Regions from separate parts of the Zea mays genome. Here regions 1, 2 and 4 are each linked to region 3. Evidence: chromatin contacts called from public Hi-C data. All regions are on one chromosome and are shown on one strand. Each heading gives the region's core, a stretch centred on a gene start, on an enhancer-like site or on the middle of the called end of the contact. The rest is flanking DNA. Distances are from core to core; before and after follow the strand shown.

The links. A called contact is a pair of places that touch in the nucleus more often than the background predicts.
Region 1: a Hi-C map of ear shows a contact between it and region 3, with 2.1 times the contacts expected there. The contact joins the promoter of LOC100216649 here to the promoter of LOC100285985 in region 3. A contact is called at or near these places in 2 of 25 Hi-C or Micro-C datasets (ear and tassel).
Region 2: a Hi-C map of ear shows a contact between it and region 3, with 2.8 times the contacts expected there. The contact joins the promoter of LOC100284729 here to the promoter of LOC100285985 in region 3. A contact is called at or near these places in 15 of 25 Hi-C or Micro-C datasets (bundle sheath, ear, leaf and 4 more).
Region 4: a contact with region 3 is called in a Hi-C map of leaf, with 6 times the contacts expected there. The contact joins the promoter of LOC100273407 here to the promoter of LOC100285985 in region 3. A contact is called at or near these places in 4 of 25 Hi-C or Micro-C datasets (bundle sheath, ear, leaf and 1 more).

What each region holds. Positions count from the first base shown.
Region 1 is chr1:272,905,355-272,909,268 of Zm-B73-REFERENCE-NAM-5.0, forward strand. It overlaps LOC100216649, which reads left to right and starts at 2,481. Exons shown (of 4, transcript NM_001352345.1): 1 at 2,481-3,010; 2 at 3,174-3,222; 3 at 3,334-3,456; 4 at 3,593-3,914. The coding sequence starts at 2,888. The coding sequence ends at 3,765.
Region 2 is chr1:272,631,714-272,635,581 of Zm-B73-REFERENCE-NAM-5.0, forward strand. LOC100284729 (integral membrane protein DUF6 containing protein) reads left to right here and starts at 2,186. Exons shown (of 8, transcript NR_182097.1): 1 at 2,186-2,759; 2 at 3,087-3,304; 3 at 3,444-3,516; 4 at 3,862-3,868.
Region 3 is chr1:272,772,892-272,776,698 of Zm-B73-REFERENCE-NAM-5.0, forward strand. It overlaps LOC100285985, which reads right to left and starts at 1,468. Exons shown (of 13, transcript NM_001158873.1): 1 at 1,050-1,468. The coding sequence starts at 1,258.
Region 4 is chr1:272,949,185-272,952,768 of Zm-B73-REFERENCE-NAM-5.0, forward strand. It overlaps LOC100273407 (Phytanoyl-CoA dioxygenase), which reads right to left and starts at 1,916. Exons shown (of 9, transcript NM_001147844.1): 1 at 1,805-1,916; 2 at 1,545-1,666; 3 at 1,135-1,195; 4 at 822-890; 5 at 106-224; 6 at 1-25. The coding sequence starts at 1,859. LOC103643877 (a long non-coding RNA gene) reads left to right here and starts at 3,242. Exons shown (of 3, transcript XR_561352.2): 1 at 3,242-3,269.

The DNA.
Region 1 (3,914 bases), core at 1,231-3,730, 130 kb after region 3:
TAGTATGTATTTATGCGATCATTGGCTCTGCTTTGCGTACCTCTAACGACCATCGTCACTTTTGCGCAAATGCTTTTGTGTATATATAACTAAGCTGATGAAACCTTACCAGTTTAGCATTTGTTTATTGTGATCTCCAGCTCTTGGAACACACTGTTGAAATACAATGTAATATGTATGGTCCTCTCTGTCTATTCTAGACTTGCTATAATCTCTACAATTATCATCTCAGTACAACAATTTCTGTAAGCACTGGACCAGTTTAAATTTATCCTTCAACTTATGAAAACATGTGCTACATAACAACTGCTCTGAGTGTACATATGAAATCCATACATTACCCCAGCGGAACTGACCATAAAAATAATTTATATTGCTGCTCAGCACGCGCGCATGGGGCGCGCCTCCATACACTAGTTCTAATGATGTCTGGTCCAAATGGTTTGCTGCCGGTTGTGAATTGAGAGTCAGACGCAGTTTGGTTTGAGGGACTAAAGATTAGTTCCTTTATTTTAGTCATATTTAGACCCTAAATTGCCAAACGATGGGACTAAAACAGAGACTAAACTGTTTTAGTCTCTAGTCTATCAAGAGGTGACTAAAAGGGACTAAAACATATAAATTCCATTTTTTACCCCTCTTTTATTTCAGTTGCGCTAATAGCGGAAGAATGTTAAGGTTATTTTAGTCATCTATGATTCATTTAATGCATTTTGAATACTTTTAGTCCCTAAAATCAAACATGGTAGGAATAAACTTTAGTCTCGTAACTAGACTTTAGTTTATAGACTAAAGTAACAAACAGACCCTTAAATTAGGTTGGTTAGGTCATTGTCAGTAGCAGTTTCATCACAACATTTCTAATGTTTTCACATCAATAAAAATAAAATAAAATGAAGAATGAAAAATGACATCTCAACGAAGAGTTTTATGACACAATTTTATAGGCTAACATGTGATATAAATGTTGCATCTAAATAACTAGTATATAACTAATATGAATAGACAAAATAGATGGAGGTGAAATAAAATGATCTTAATGGTGATTTCATGCGCTTTCCAATACCTTGGGAACGAGTTGACATAGGGAGTATTTGATTTTTAGGGGTTAATTTTTAGTTTCTCCATTTTATTTCATTTTAGTCTCTAAATTGCTAAATAAGTTTAGTTTCCGTATTTGAGAATTTATAGAATAAAATGAAATAAAATGAAGGGGCTAAAAGGTAGCCCCTAATAACAGGACACCCCCATAGTTTCTGTAAACCCTAAATCTATAAATTAAAAGTAACCCCGTTTAATTTATTAATTTCGAGTAGAAAGAAAAATATTTATGTTTTTGAATAATGAAATGTTGATATAAATAAATTGAAAATTTTCTTAAATAGACAAATTTTGTCAAGTATTTGGTGCATTTGTAGGGAAGCATATATTTTGTTGATTTGATTTCCAAATTCAATTTTTTTGATTTATTTCTTGGTATAAATTCTTTTTAGAAATATATGAGTCGCTGAATAATCATCATCTAAATCTGTATATTTTATTTGTAACATTTTTTGATTTATTATAATTTTCGGATTATATATATATATTTATTATATATTCTGTTATAAAATAAGAATAGAAAAAAATATTATTTTCGAATTTATAATTTTTTTGAAATATATATTTAAAAAAAGAAAAACACACAAAAAGGAAAACGCACACACGCACACCTCTATTTAGAAAAACAAATAAAAAATCGAACGTTTAGTAGCCAGTCATTAGTTCTTCTACCTCCTCTCTCATATTCACTGACATGTGGCCCCCACATTGTCAGCACCTCTTCATCTTCAATCTTGGACGTTTCAGCAGCCGGTCTCTGTTCCTACGAAGCACTACGCCAACGTTGGTCTGTGCCATCGCTCAGCGGTCCTCGCCATGTCCGCCTCAGCCCACGACGATGCCTCGCCTTCGCGTGGACCGCACCACTGCCATAGCCAACCTCTGCCAGTTCCTCTTCCGTCCCCACTTCCGCCTTGGGCGTTTCTCCTCTCATTCACACTGCCATTAATGGCGTCCATGTTCGACTGCTCCATTCCCCTTCCCAGACGCTTGCTCTTTTCTCCTATCCGTTCAACGCTTCCCTCCTACCCGTTCAACGCTTCCCGCCACCCAGCCGCTAAACAAAACGCCGCGCGCTGCACGTCCATTTCTCTTTCTCCATTAATCCGACAGTTTGATTTATCGATCGAGAAAACCGGTTTCTCAGTGATTTCTCATCCCGGACGGCTGCGGGAAGCATTTCATGGTGCGGTTTTCTATATGTTCCGATTTTAAATTTGAAATATAAAGATCATTTTTTAGTCAAAACGAGATTTCGAAACAGTAAAAACGGAAATGTAAACACTGCTTGTAGGTGATTCGGGCTCATCGCGCACTATGACAAACCAAAACCCTAATAAAACAAGCCCGGAGCCCGTGAACACAACAAAACGTTTATTCTCCGCCGAAAGGAACCATCCCCAAAGACAAAGAGGGCATCGGTCCGGCCCATAGCTCTGGTTCTGTGCATGGTGCGCTGGCGCACCTTGTGGTGCATGCACAGCAGAGAGCGCGGCGTCTCTTCTCCCTGCCGCCCGTGAGCATCCACTCACGGGACGAATACGACCAAAACGCGCACGCCCCCCTCCCACCACCCTGGCCTGTAAATCAGCGCCGCCAGGCAGTCACAGCGGCAAGTCCGCACCGCAACTGCAGTTGGAAAACCAGCTCGCCGCCACTAGATAATCTCGTCTCGCCAGGGACGGGAACGGCAGGCCGTGCCGTCACGAGACTCCTAGCGACCGAGAGAGAGAGAGAGCGCGCACGCGCGTGGTGGAAGAGACTTCGTTCTAGAGCTCCCGCGAGGATGGAGCGCGGCAGTTCCTGGCGACTCCCGGCGGTGGTCGTCGGCATCCTTGTCTGCGCGGCCCTCTTCTCGCCGCCCGCCGCCGCGCTCAACATCGGCATCCAGTCCGCCGGCGACGGGGTGGTACGTACTAGTACGCAGGATAAATCATGGTTGGAGTAATAGCTTTCATCATGCTCATACACCCACACCCACACACCCGCAGCACGCCGTACGTTGCCCCACTAATCTAGCTCCTCTGATCCACTCCCCTGTACGCTAATTGCGCTCTTTGATTCGCGCGCAGAGCAAGCAGCAGGCGTGCAGCCGCACGTGCGAGTCGGACCACTGCACGAGTACGTACATACAACAATTAACCCGTCTCTTATTACACGACTCTCACTTTAAGCGCCCGACATGCATGATCTTCTGCCGCTCACCGGCGTTAATAACTCGTCTTACGACAGCGCCGCCGTTCCTGCGGTACGGCAAGTACTGCGGCATCCTGTACAGCGGCTGCCCCGGCGAGCCGCCGTGCGACGCGCTGGACGCCTGCTGCATGCACCACGACAACTGCGTCCAGGCAAAGAGTACGTTACGGCGTTATCTTTATACACACAAGCTTAGTGAGTCTTCAGTTCGGCGACACGCACGCATGGACGTGGGCTGATGACGGCTGCGCGCGTACGTACGTATTGGTGTAATGGTGTTGGTATACATGTGCAGTGGACTACCTGAGCACGGCTTGCAACGAGGCCCTGCTGGACTGCCTGGCCAGGCTGCGGGAGGGCACGTCCACGTTCAACGGGAACAAGTGCATGATCGACGAGGTCATCGACGTGATCTCGCTCGTCATAGAGGCCGCCGTCGTCGCCGGCAGGGTACTGCACAAGCCGTAGCCGCGCCGCGCGCAGGGACATGTGAACAGCAGCCTGCGGTTGGTGGGCGATACATCTTTTTCGTGCTTGGTTTAGGGCGTCCTTTCCGGCTGGCCGGGGCCCGGGCTCTGCGTCGGCTCACATGGCGGCATGTGTGCTACTAGCTGGCG
Region 2 (3,868 bases), core at 936-3,435, 140 kb before region 3:
AGTAGGCAAGCGTTGGTCTTGGCCGAACCACGGGATAAACCACTATGTCATCTCTGTGTTTGATCTCTTGTGGTATTGTGTTTTACTGAGACTCCTTTCTAGCCACTTGGCAATCATTGTGCTAACACTTAACAAGTTTTTGTGGCTATAAGTTTAAGTTTTTACAGGATCACCTATTCACCCCCCTCTAGGTGCTCTCAACGGGGACCTTCCCCCGAGGCCGAGGCCTGGGGTCGGGCGAGGCGGAGACCTTCCCCGAGGCCGGGGCTGAGGCCGAGGCCTGGGGTCGAGCGAGGCGGAGCTCCCTGTCGCGCCCGAGGCTAAACTCGGGGGAGGTCGAGACCTGCTGTCGTTAGTCTGGCCCTGGTGGTTGGCACAGTAGCCGGAGCGGGGTGAACAGTGTTGTTTTCCTGTTAGAACGGTCAGTAAAGGGGCGAAGTGACTGCGGTCACTTCGACCTTGTCGACTGAGGCGAGCGTGTCAGGATAAAGTGTCAGACGATCCCCACATTGAATGAGCATGCGATACGGTCGGTTGGTAGGGCGATCCGGCCGAGGTTGCTGCACGACAAAGTCTGCCCGAGCTGGGCTTCGGGCGAGCTGAGGGTGCGTCTGCTGACTGAGGGGACCCTCGGGCGAGGCGTGAATCCGTCCGGGACTACTGTCCTTGCCCGAGGCTGGGCTCGGATGAGGTCGCGTCCCCTAGTAGACGAGGCCTGCGCTTTATCAGTCGTTTATGGTTTGTTCTGAAGATGTTTTCCAACTGGATTAAGTAGCATTAGGGGTACCCCTAATTACGGTCCCCGACAATATGTTATACCTCCGTAAAATTTCATGATTTTTTGAGACTATTTATATATCTATTAATTTCTTGTCATAGAAAATCAATAAAATACAATTAAATCCATAAAATAATGTAGCGTCGATCGAAAATTGCAAATAAGTTATGAATACTAATAAATAGTCTCTACAAAGATAACCTTAAGTTCCCACGTAGAGATAACATTAATCCCCCACATAAAAATGATAAAGTATATTAGTTTAATATAAATTTGAACATTATTTTAATAATTTTGGCCTAAAGATATGTTTAAACAAAAAATTGATGTACTATAACGTTATAGATCTCTTCGAGCTCTACAATTTTCATATAAACTTTATCTTCATCCGATTTCATACGTAAAAGTTATGATGTTATAACTATACTATTATGCAGGAAATGAAAAAACGGGTACCCGAATTCCGGGTACCTGTATCCGACCTGACTATCTGAGTATTTACCGGGTAGTCCTCGCTCCGCATCCGACCTGAATCCGAAGCTTCAGTATCCGGGTATTTACCCGTATCCGTCCCGAATATAAAAATATTCGAATCCGTATCGAAAAATGAGTATTTGCAATATCCGTATCCGGTACCCGATGGGTATACCCGACCCGTTTTCACCCTAGCTCCGGCCAGATGCCCTCGCCGGAGGTATTATGGGCATGTTTGGTTCAACTTTTTTCTGACCAGCTTTTTTAAAAATCTGGCTGTGGGGAGAATCTGAGTATCATTACGATTAAGTGTGGAGAAAGATAAAGTTGTTCATAGGGCTCAGGATCTAGAAAGTGACGGATTTCTACTATTACAATGACTCAACCGATTATGTGTTTATGTTGATTTTGGATGGTTTTGCTCCAACAAATTTTATAGAAGCTGACTGAAAAGCTGAGTGTTTAGCAGTCCGCAACAGATTTTGGTGGTCAGAAGCTGTGTCTGTAATTTTTGGTTTGAAGATATACATGCACGCGCTAGATGTTAAAGAGTACTCTTCTACAAGATATTGCCTCGTAGCACGAGGATATCATGGCTGCCAGAGAAACTGTCATAACACAGCATGTGATGAAAACCACAGCGTGCAAAGCAAAGCAAAGCAAATCAAGCCATCTCGTCGACGCCCGAGCAATGACAGCTCGACAGGTGGGGGGGCTCCGCGAGGATCACATGCGCTGTACTCGGTAGCTCTCCGACGAGAGACGATTGCTCTGTTTCGCGGCCACGGCGACTCGCCGGCTCGGCCTCATCTGAACCCAGCAGACATATCGACGCGGGCGTTTTCGCTAGGAAACAAACCCGAGAGGTCTCTCCCAGCACCGGACGTGGCCAACCACCACAGCGCGCCCCCGCTCCACGCCTCCACAGAAAATAAAATCCCCAGCCGTCGTCGCCAAAGACAAGCTCTTCACCACAAACTGACAAACACGACCCAGGCCTTCTTCCTGCGAGTTTCATTTCATTTCATCCTACCTTACCTTTTTACTCCTCCAGTCCAGTCAGAGAACACCATAAGTGGCCGCTACACCTGCTCACTCCATTGCACCACTAGCAAGTAGCAACAGGAGCGCAGGCAGAACTAGAGCGGTCTTGGTATGGCTTCTTCCCTCGCGCCCGCGTCGTGGGCACTGCCGCTGCAGATGGTCGGGGCTGGGGCGGCAGCGGCGGGGCCTTCCTGCCGCGCGACGCTAGCCGTCGTCACGGAGCCCCGCTGGGCCGCGTCGCTGCGCCGGGCAAGGGTTCTCGTGGCGCTGGCGCCCCGGTGCGTGGCGCTCGACGGGCCCGGCGCCAGCGGCGAGGAGGAGGCGCCCAAGATCGAGGACGAGAGGAAGAAGAGCGGTGAGACGAAGAAGCCGGCGCGCGGCCGGCCGGTGTGGAGCCGGATCCTCTTCGCCTCCAAGAAGACACGAAGTATCATCATCCTCAACGCCCTCACGGTCATCTATGGTGTGCGAATACTTCCTTTGTTCTTAATCTCTCTCTCTCTCACACACACAGCCGCTCCAGTTCGTACTATATATGCTCAACTGCTCGGTCTCAAACTCTACTCTGCACGATTCTGGCATTGCTAATTAGGGTATTGAAAAAAATAGCAGTGCATCGCCTCTGTAATCTGTAGTGCTACTCCAAATACTCTTCATGCTAAAGTTCTTTCTCCGACCACTGTGATTGGTTGTGCTGTGGTTGGTATTAACAGTAAAATTGAGCCTTTTGTAGTTCACTTTTGATCCTTTTTTTTTATCCTGCCAGCAAGTGATATTCCGGTTTTGAAAGAGGTCGAAGCCCTGACAGAGCCTGCGGTCTTCAACATGGTGCGGTTCGTTGTTGCAGCCATCCCCTTCGTACCATTCGCGCTCCGTTCCTTCGGTGACCGCAGTGTACGCTACGCGGGACTGGAGCTGGGAGTCTGGGTTAGCTTAGCTTACCTTTCTCAAGCAATTGGATTGCTCTCATCTGATGCTGGCCGAGCATCCTTCATCACGGCCTTCACGGTAGATCCTGCTCCACGCCGTGTTCATTCTGAATTTTGGTGGTTTTGCTGAAATGGCCTGAACTGGCAAATGCTTCTGTTACTGTACAGGTCGTAGTTGTGCCTCTAATTGATGGTCTTCTTGGTGCTTCGATCCCCAGACTCACATGGTTCGGAGCCATCATGTCTCTGTTCGGAATTGGCCTGCTGGAATGTGGTGGATCTCCTCCCAGTGTAAGTAACAACTTTGTTTTTACTAAGTAGTTTATTGGCTGTAGTGAATAATAGCTTTCAGGATCTTACAGAATGGTTAAAGATCTCTGGCACAGTTTCTTGCTTTCCTGACTTCTGTCCAAAAGGTTCTTTATGCATGCAACAATAGTCACACTCCCATTGAGTCTTCAATCTTGCATTGACGATGATCAACCGAATTTCAAACATATAAAACTTCTGTTAAATCCTCAAAATCGATAGATTTCATTATTCCAAGTCTTTGGATATATTTATGAACTGCTTGCTTTGTGCCTTAAAAAGTAAATACGATACTGATTCCTTGAACTGCTTTCATTGTGTTCAAAGGTTGGCG
Region 3 (3,807 bases), core at 218-2,717:
TAGAGGTCCTGTTGGCCAGGCTGCTGTTGCTGCACATGGCACCTAAGCTTGTGTCAACTTGATGATGACACAATCACCTCCAGGGATGCTCTTCCTCTTCCCCTTGACCTACTCCTTGACCCATGAGGAAGCAGGAGCAGCCGAACAGGACGGGGTCAGCAGCCCAGCAACCATGACGGACAACTTCTTCATGTTAAGAGTGGTGATGGCATTGATAGAGGGCGTGTATGCTGCCATTTGGTTCCTGCCAGGTCAGATATCTGGCATCTCGAATTTGGCATAAACAGCACTAGATTGGTGCTTGAAGAGATGAGGTGTGAGGAGAGAGGAGAGCACGGGAGGAGATAGAAGCAAATGGGGAATCGGAGAGGGATGAGGTGTGTCGAGCAGGGGTATAATAAAAAGCTAGTGGTGGAGGTTTGATGGTGGAAATTGTGTGTTTTAATTGATTGGAGAACTGGTCCTATGTGGAAGGAGTGGCCAATGTGTTGTACACACGACGAGGAGCATTTCCACGGGTCCATTCATGTTCCTTTGCAGCCAACATTTTGGTATAAAGAAAGCCATGCATAAAGCTGTCTGATGTGAGGCAATTTACTCAGTTCCAAGAGTATATACCGGTTTGCAAGGCAAAACAAGCTCTGTGCAATTCATTGTCCTTTTTGGCTCAGGCAAGCCATGCACGAATTTGTCTAGTGTGAGGAAGTTTAGTATCAACTGACAGAACGTATCCGCTTTGCCACATAGAGCAAGCTAAAGAAAACACACAATCATGTTGTGCTGAAATAGATAAGAGCAAAAGCATGCTATACTTTGGCATGATGAGCATCCAATGCACCATGTCAAATGAATTTGTATCGCCCTAGCTCAGTGATACCAGACAAAAATTCCACCACTCACGACATCGACCTGATATCGATAACAACCTAGCATTATCCAATCTATCGAATTACTATTCATGCAGCTCTAAAAAGTCTTCCACCGATCCAAATCCGACGCTAAATCATATAATCAACCAAACACAAGGATATGTGGTCGCTAGAGCTTACGCGTCAGCGATGGCGAAGCAGAGTCCGGTGAGCGGGTGGGGCGCCTGCGGCGGCGGAGGCTGGGGCGGCGGGAGGAGCTCGAGGCGGGCGACGAAGGCGCCGTGATCGGGGCGCGCAGGGCGCCTCAGTCGCCGCGCCGCCAGGAGAACGCCCGCGATGCCGAGACCAAGCAGTACCCAGAGGTTAGCGGCGGCCCCTGAGGACGCCATGGACGAGGAGGACGGGCTCAGGCTCGTCTGCTCCGCGCGGGCAGGGGAAGGAATTCGAGGGCTAGGGTTTTAGCACGGCGCCAGGGGTTTTGAGGCAAGCGTACAAGCGCTGAGGACGACGGACGGCGAGGGGTGGAAGAGGAAGGCGAGGCGGCGTGAGAAGCAGATGCAGCGTGGTGGATGGATAATACCGCGGGCGATTGCTTTCTAGCAGACCTAGGAGATACTGCGCCGAAGAAAGAATTTAAGGGGAGCTTCTTATGACCACGAATAAGTACACTAGGAGGCAAAGGCGATCAGCTCTCAGGAGGCTGAACCGAGACAATTAGGTAAGTTTGTTAGAAAGAGGAAGATAAAATAGTAGATAAGTTAGAATGATTAGTTCCAGAGAGATAAAATAGGAGATAAGTTAGAAAGATTAGTTTCAGAGAGATAAAATAGGAGATAAGTTAGATGGATTAGTTCCAAACATGATAAGCTGTTATCAGTTGAGATAAATTAGGAGATGTATTATGATGCCGGGCTATATTATGCACCGGTAATGATTCAATGAAAAACAGAGAAGAATTAATCTAAGAAAAGAGATTATCTTCTCACTTCTCTCCGGCAACCCTCGACGGCGCTCCAGCCACTTCGCCGTCGTAGAGCCTACCGATCTCGGCCAGCAACCTCTCATCCGTACCAGCTCAAGCTTAGGCTTGGTTCTTCCAATTTGGTATCGAAAATGCCAGGTTCTACGGAAGGAGACGCATCAGCACCCGTCGTCGTCACCACCAATTCGGGTTTCGATCACAAACTCGATCACGTCCTCAAGATCGTCACCGACCTAGTTACCAAATTCTCCGACCTTTCCACCCGTGTCATCAACATTGAAGCCTGCCCAGCTGTATCCACACCCTTTCCCACGTTGCTAGTGTCAACCAAAATTTTGGTGCCCAGTTTAAATCTTGTGTGCATATCTTACATTACCATTGTCTCTAATGCTAAAAAAAGACAAGCATTTAATATTATGATGATGTATTCTTAGCACATTTAAGTGTTATCCTAAGCATCTCTTTCTCTAGCGACTCCCCTGCTAGAGGCATCGAAAATTCTGGTGGTGCCTAAAAAGCAGCACTAAGTCAAACTCGCAATCAGCTTAAATTCACTAATTCTAATATACTCAAACATGAATGTACCTTAGGAATGGAGTTAGCTTTTCAAAACAACATGTTCACTTGCATCTCACTATTTAATTAGGTATAATGCAAATATAAGTTAGTTCACACCTAGTTCCACTATGATAACCATTTAGCGTTAGAGTTCGCCTCTTCAAAGTACGACTATCTAACATAAACACCCTCTATTGTTTCTTAGTCAACAAAAGAAAATTTTAACATATATCTTTGACTTTGATTTTGCTCCTAACTTTTTTCTCTAATGTTGAAACTTTATCAGCTTGAGGCCTTGTCACGACCCGGTTGTGCCAACCTTCTGTTCACAAGAACCATGGGCATAATCTACACTTCAAAATTCATATTTTAAAAACTTGCATACTAACTCTACACTTTTGGGTTCTGCGATAATCAGACAATTCGGTTGTCCTACAAAACAGTCTGACAATGGATGATTTCTTGTAGTGTCTGCACTTACATTCACTTTAAACCATGTTATACTTTGTCAATGCTTAGTATAAGGTCCACATTTACATTCTTGTATAAAACTGCTTTTATGCAAAACCAAATGTGTCCCTTTCTACTAACCAAATGCATTATCCTTGTATTATATTAGGTAAGCCTTGTAGAGTATATTTGAGTATTGATCTTGTGATTGCTTAAGTTTTGTAGGTAGTGTTGTGTCTGCCTATTAGTTTTTCTATGCACCTGATTCTGTTGAGGACCTAGAGTGGTAGAGAAATCCATGTTGCATAGATATGTGGAACATGACACCGTCCACATGTGTTAATTTTCAAACACTATGTCATTAATATTTCTGCTATACTCTTTAATGTTGGTATTTTTAATTAGATGGTTGTATTTCATGTGTGATGTGTGATAAATTAAGTTTGGAACAATAGTTTGTGAAACCAGTGTACATATTGTGATGTGATATGATCTACCCATGTGTTTTGATATTTTCTTTCCCTTGTGTGATCCTGGATGAAGGTCGAACATAGTACATCATATTGGTGGTGTACTGGGATGACTAATTAAGTGTTATCTAATCTAGTACCCAATGAAACACTACTAATCCATGTATTCTACTTAAAATGGATATGATCCTGACCTTTTGGGGTTCTTGGGTTGGGACAAGGACGTGGTTTTACAATGCTTGTGACATCTTATATGGCTCCTAGCTTCTCTTTATCTCCTGGTCTATAACAATGAATTGATGGGTTGCCTTCTTAGCCACTTAACACTAGTACTTAAGGTCTTCTCTTAAGGGGGATTTTGTCTAGTTGGGCTCGAGCGTATTTTTATTCTAACTTTGGTGACTCTGGACAAGGTTTGGCAACCATGGAAATTATGGTGTAGGGACATGTAGGTTTGACTATTCATTGGGAAACTAAA
Region 4 (3,584 bases), core at 666-3,165, 180 kb after region 3:
CGACCTCACCACCAATACCTGGTTGCTATCAAAAAGAAGAAGAAAAAACTAAGAATTTAAGAAATAACATATAATGTTAGCAAAAATAGAGTCCAAACAATCTACCTTAAATATGTACATAGATTGAATGACTGCAGGCCTCTTGTAGCCTAAAGAAGAGAACAAGCTTGCAACACTCTCTGAGAAAGAAAACTTTTTGAACACCGGATCAAGTTCATGTAATGCTGCATATCAGGAAAGATGGCGAAGGTAAGATACATCAAGCCCTGTTGTTCAGGACTTCAGGATATGCTGGACAGTGGACACCATTGTTTCTTAAACAGCTTACATAATACATTCACAACATGGAAGATAATATACACTGTAAAGCAGAAGCAAGCAAACAGGAGCGGTCTATCTAAAAAATGATGGGGGTTATAACATAACACCACTATAGAAAACAAATTGAATCATAAATATTTAAGATAGCTAGATTACACAAACTACAAATATTGATAACAAATAACTCTATAGCGGTGCATTTAGAATAAACATAACATAACTAGATTAAATGCAACAAATTTGTTATTTTTAAGAATATTACCACCAGAAACTCTAAAATTCGTTTAAAAGTGGAAATGTGGAATCTCTTTAGAAGTTATATTTTATCCTCTTTGTGTAGAGACAGAGGTATAATAACATACTGTTATTACAATACTTCAATAACAGAAGGTGATGATAATTTTCTTACGATATTAACAAAAGATTGAGCCCCACATATGAAACAAAAGTAGGTATAAATGCTTTCTAGCTGAATATGACAACACAATGCCCATACTTACCATGCCCAACTTTATTAATTGAAAGTTCTTTCGGCTGTTTCAAGCATCCATCATCTCCATATGCCTTTTCTGTGAGTGAAAGTGTCAAAGGAAAAAAAATGAGGCTTTCAAGCAGGAATAGAAAAATCTCAGTATCAAGTAAAAAGTTTTCACAGACGTACATCTACAAAAACACTAAAATAAGTCGGTGAATGAAGTACAGCTATTTGCACATAGTCCAAGGCAGTATCAAATCCTAATTCGAAAAATGGATTTAATAGAATTGTGACATATTCATATTAGTCATTTAGTCTGAGGGGAACAAATCACGTACCCTCAAAGAAGAATGAGATATTCTCAGCACTCTTAAAGAAGTAGTCGTCCTTTAACTGCCGCTGCAATGGAAAACAACTTACCATTGCTAAATCTGAGCATGCACAACTGATATTTGCCATCACCCCGAAACAAGTTTGTAAAACTGCCATCAGACCCCACATTTCATATACACAGATGGACTCATGGACTCATGGACCCACAATTCATAGACACAGGCGTAATTATAACAAGCATAATTATAACAGGCAACGTTTCAAGTGGCAAAATTCCTATTATTTCCACCAAGCAATGGAATTTTCAAAAAGATAAAGATGTAGGTGTTTCGGCAACAGGGTTTGTATGAGAAGAAGGAAAGGAGCGTAACAAACGCATGGATCGAGACTAGCCCAATCGAAGTGGATGGCATACATGATCCTTGGTGGAGAACACCGCGGAGTTGGCGCCATCGAACCCAGCGACAAGGTCGGCCATGCGGTCCCGCATCTCCCGCACCTCCTCCGCGCTCGAGAACGAGTCCATCACGAGGTACCCTGGAACCAACCAACGAGATTAAGAGTTAGGGTTTCCGCTCAATCCGAGCAGCGACATTCGCCTCCGGTTGCCGGGATACCAGGAGCGCGAGGACGAGAGAATAGGCCTGAGTGCGGACAAGCGGTCGACGCGCTCACCATTGGCCTCGAAGAAGCTGAGCTGGTCGGCGGTGAGGCTACTGGCTGGCGGCATAGCGGCGGGCGGACGCGGAAGCGGAGGCGGAGGAAAGGGATGGGTTGACCGGAATAGTGGAGTGAAGGGTACGGAACTTCTTCTCGAGACGCTGCTTGGGGTTGGACCGTTGGTACATATGACAATATGGACCCGATGTTGTTCGGTTGCAAGCAAATTGGAGGAAACTAAGGGCGCGTTCGTTTTGGCCGGTTTGGCTCTTTACGGGCCTGGTTCCGGGGAAAGAAATGATCAGTTTTGAATTGAGCTGTCTATCCAAAAGGTGTTCGTTTAGGTCTGGAAAGAAATGAACTAGTTTCGAATTGGCTCGGTTTGGACTTTTTTCTTCCACCACTGTCCGGCATTAATCCTGGTCTGGTGCCCTCCGGATCCAATCTGTAACACTGGCGGCGGAGGAGGCGAAGAGACGACTGCGCCAGGTGGCAGTGTGGCGGCGCAAAGTGATGGCGTGGCGGCGCGAAGCAGCGACGACGGCCACCCTCCCCGCTGCCTTCTCACCAGTAAGCTCTCGTCGATGCTTTCAAACTTCACGGTGGTCCATCCGGTGGCGCTGCTTGGAGGCGAGGACATTGAGGCGCGCGAGCAACGCCTTCCGGGAGGCGTCGGCCTTGGCCTCGAACTTGGGGAGCGTGTAGCGGTGGGGAGAGAGCCACACGAGCTTGAGTGCGGGGCGGGGGCGGCGCGTGCAGATGCCCAGCTACTGGTGCCGGGTGGGGAATGTTGGGGTGGGATCGTCCGGGTGGAGCGCGACGAAGGAGCGGGAGAGGTTACCGAGCGTGGTTCGCTTGGACGACGGCGGGAGCGATGGCACGATCTTGCAGATGCCGAATGGCGCCGCGACAGGCTCGATCTTGAGGAGGTAGGCGATGGGGTCGGCGAACTCAGCCACGGTGGGGCGGAACTCGGGCGCCAGAGGGAGAGACTTGAGCCACGGGGGTACCAGCTCCCCTTGCGAGGACGCCATGACGGCCGATGATCCTTGGCCACGCGGGGATCAATCTTGCGGGCGGCTCTAATCGCGCATTTGGTTGGAGCAGAGTGGAACAGAGCGGAGCAGAGGAGGGCTTTGGCCTTTGGGAATTGGGAGGGGAACGTGAGTGGAGTGGAGACTGGAGAACGGGAGGGCGAAGGGGAGCGTGCCTGCTTTACAGAAACTGCTGCTTCAGTTGCATCCATAATCATTCGCTTTTTGTATAAATATTTTTTCATTTGTCCTGATTCATTTGTGTGCCTATATTCATGTGTTTGAGTCCCTCAGAGAATTATTACTTCATGAATTAATTGTACACTTTAGGATCATGTATGTCAGCTCCTTATTTCAGTTTTGTTACATGTAGATCCCTACAATGCCGATTAGAGTTGGGGAAGGCGAACCTCTTCCTTCTTGGGATCCGGTACCAACTCCAAAAGGTACTGAATTTTGTCTATGTATACATAGTTTGCTTTAGTTTGTAGTAGTTTGCTTTAGTCCTTATTACTTGTACTTTTCAATCTATACATGGTTTGCTTTAATTCTGTTTTTATATTCAGCTTATATATGACGATAAGTCTATATTATTTAGTTCTACAATGAGTATCTCATTGCGGGATCGTATTAGAAAGAGGAGGGAAGAAGAAGATGATGACATGATGATATTTATTTTCCCCGCCTTATATCTGATGGGTTCTACTAGAGGTGGGGGACAAAAGAAGAAATGTCATACCTCAGATGAGACAAGCGAGGTT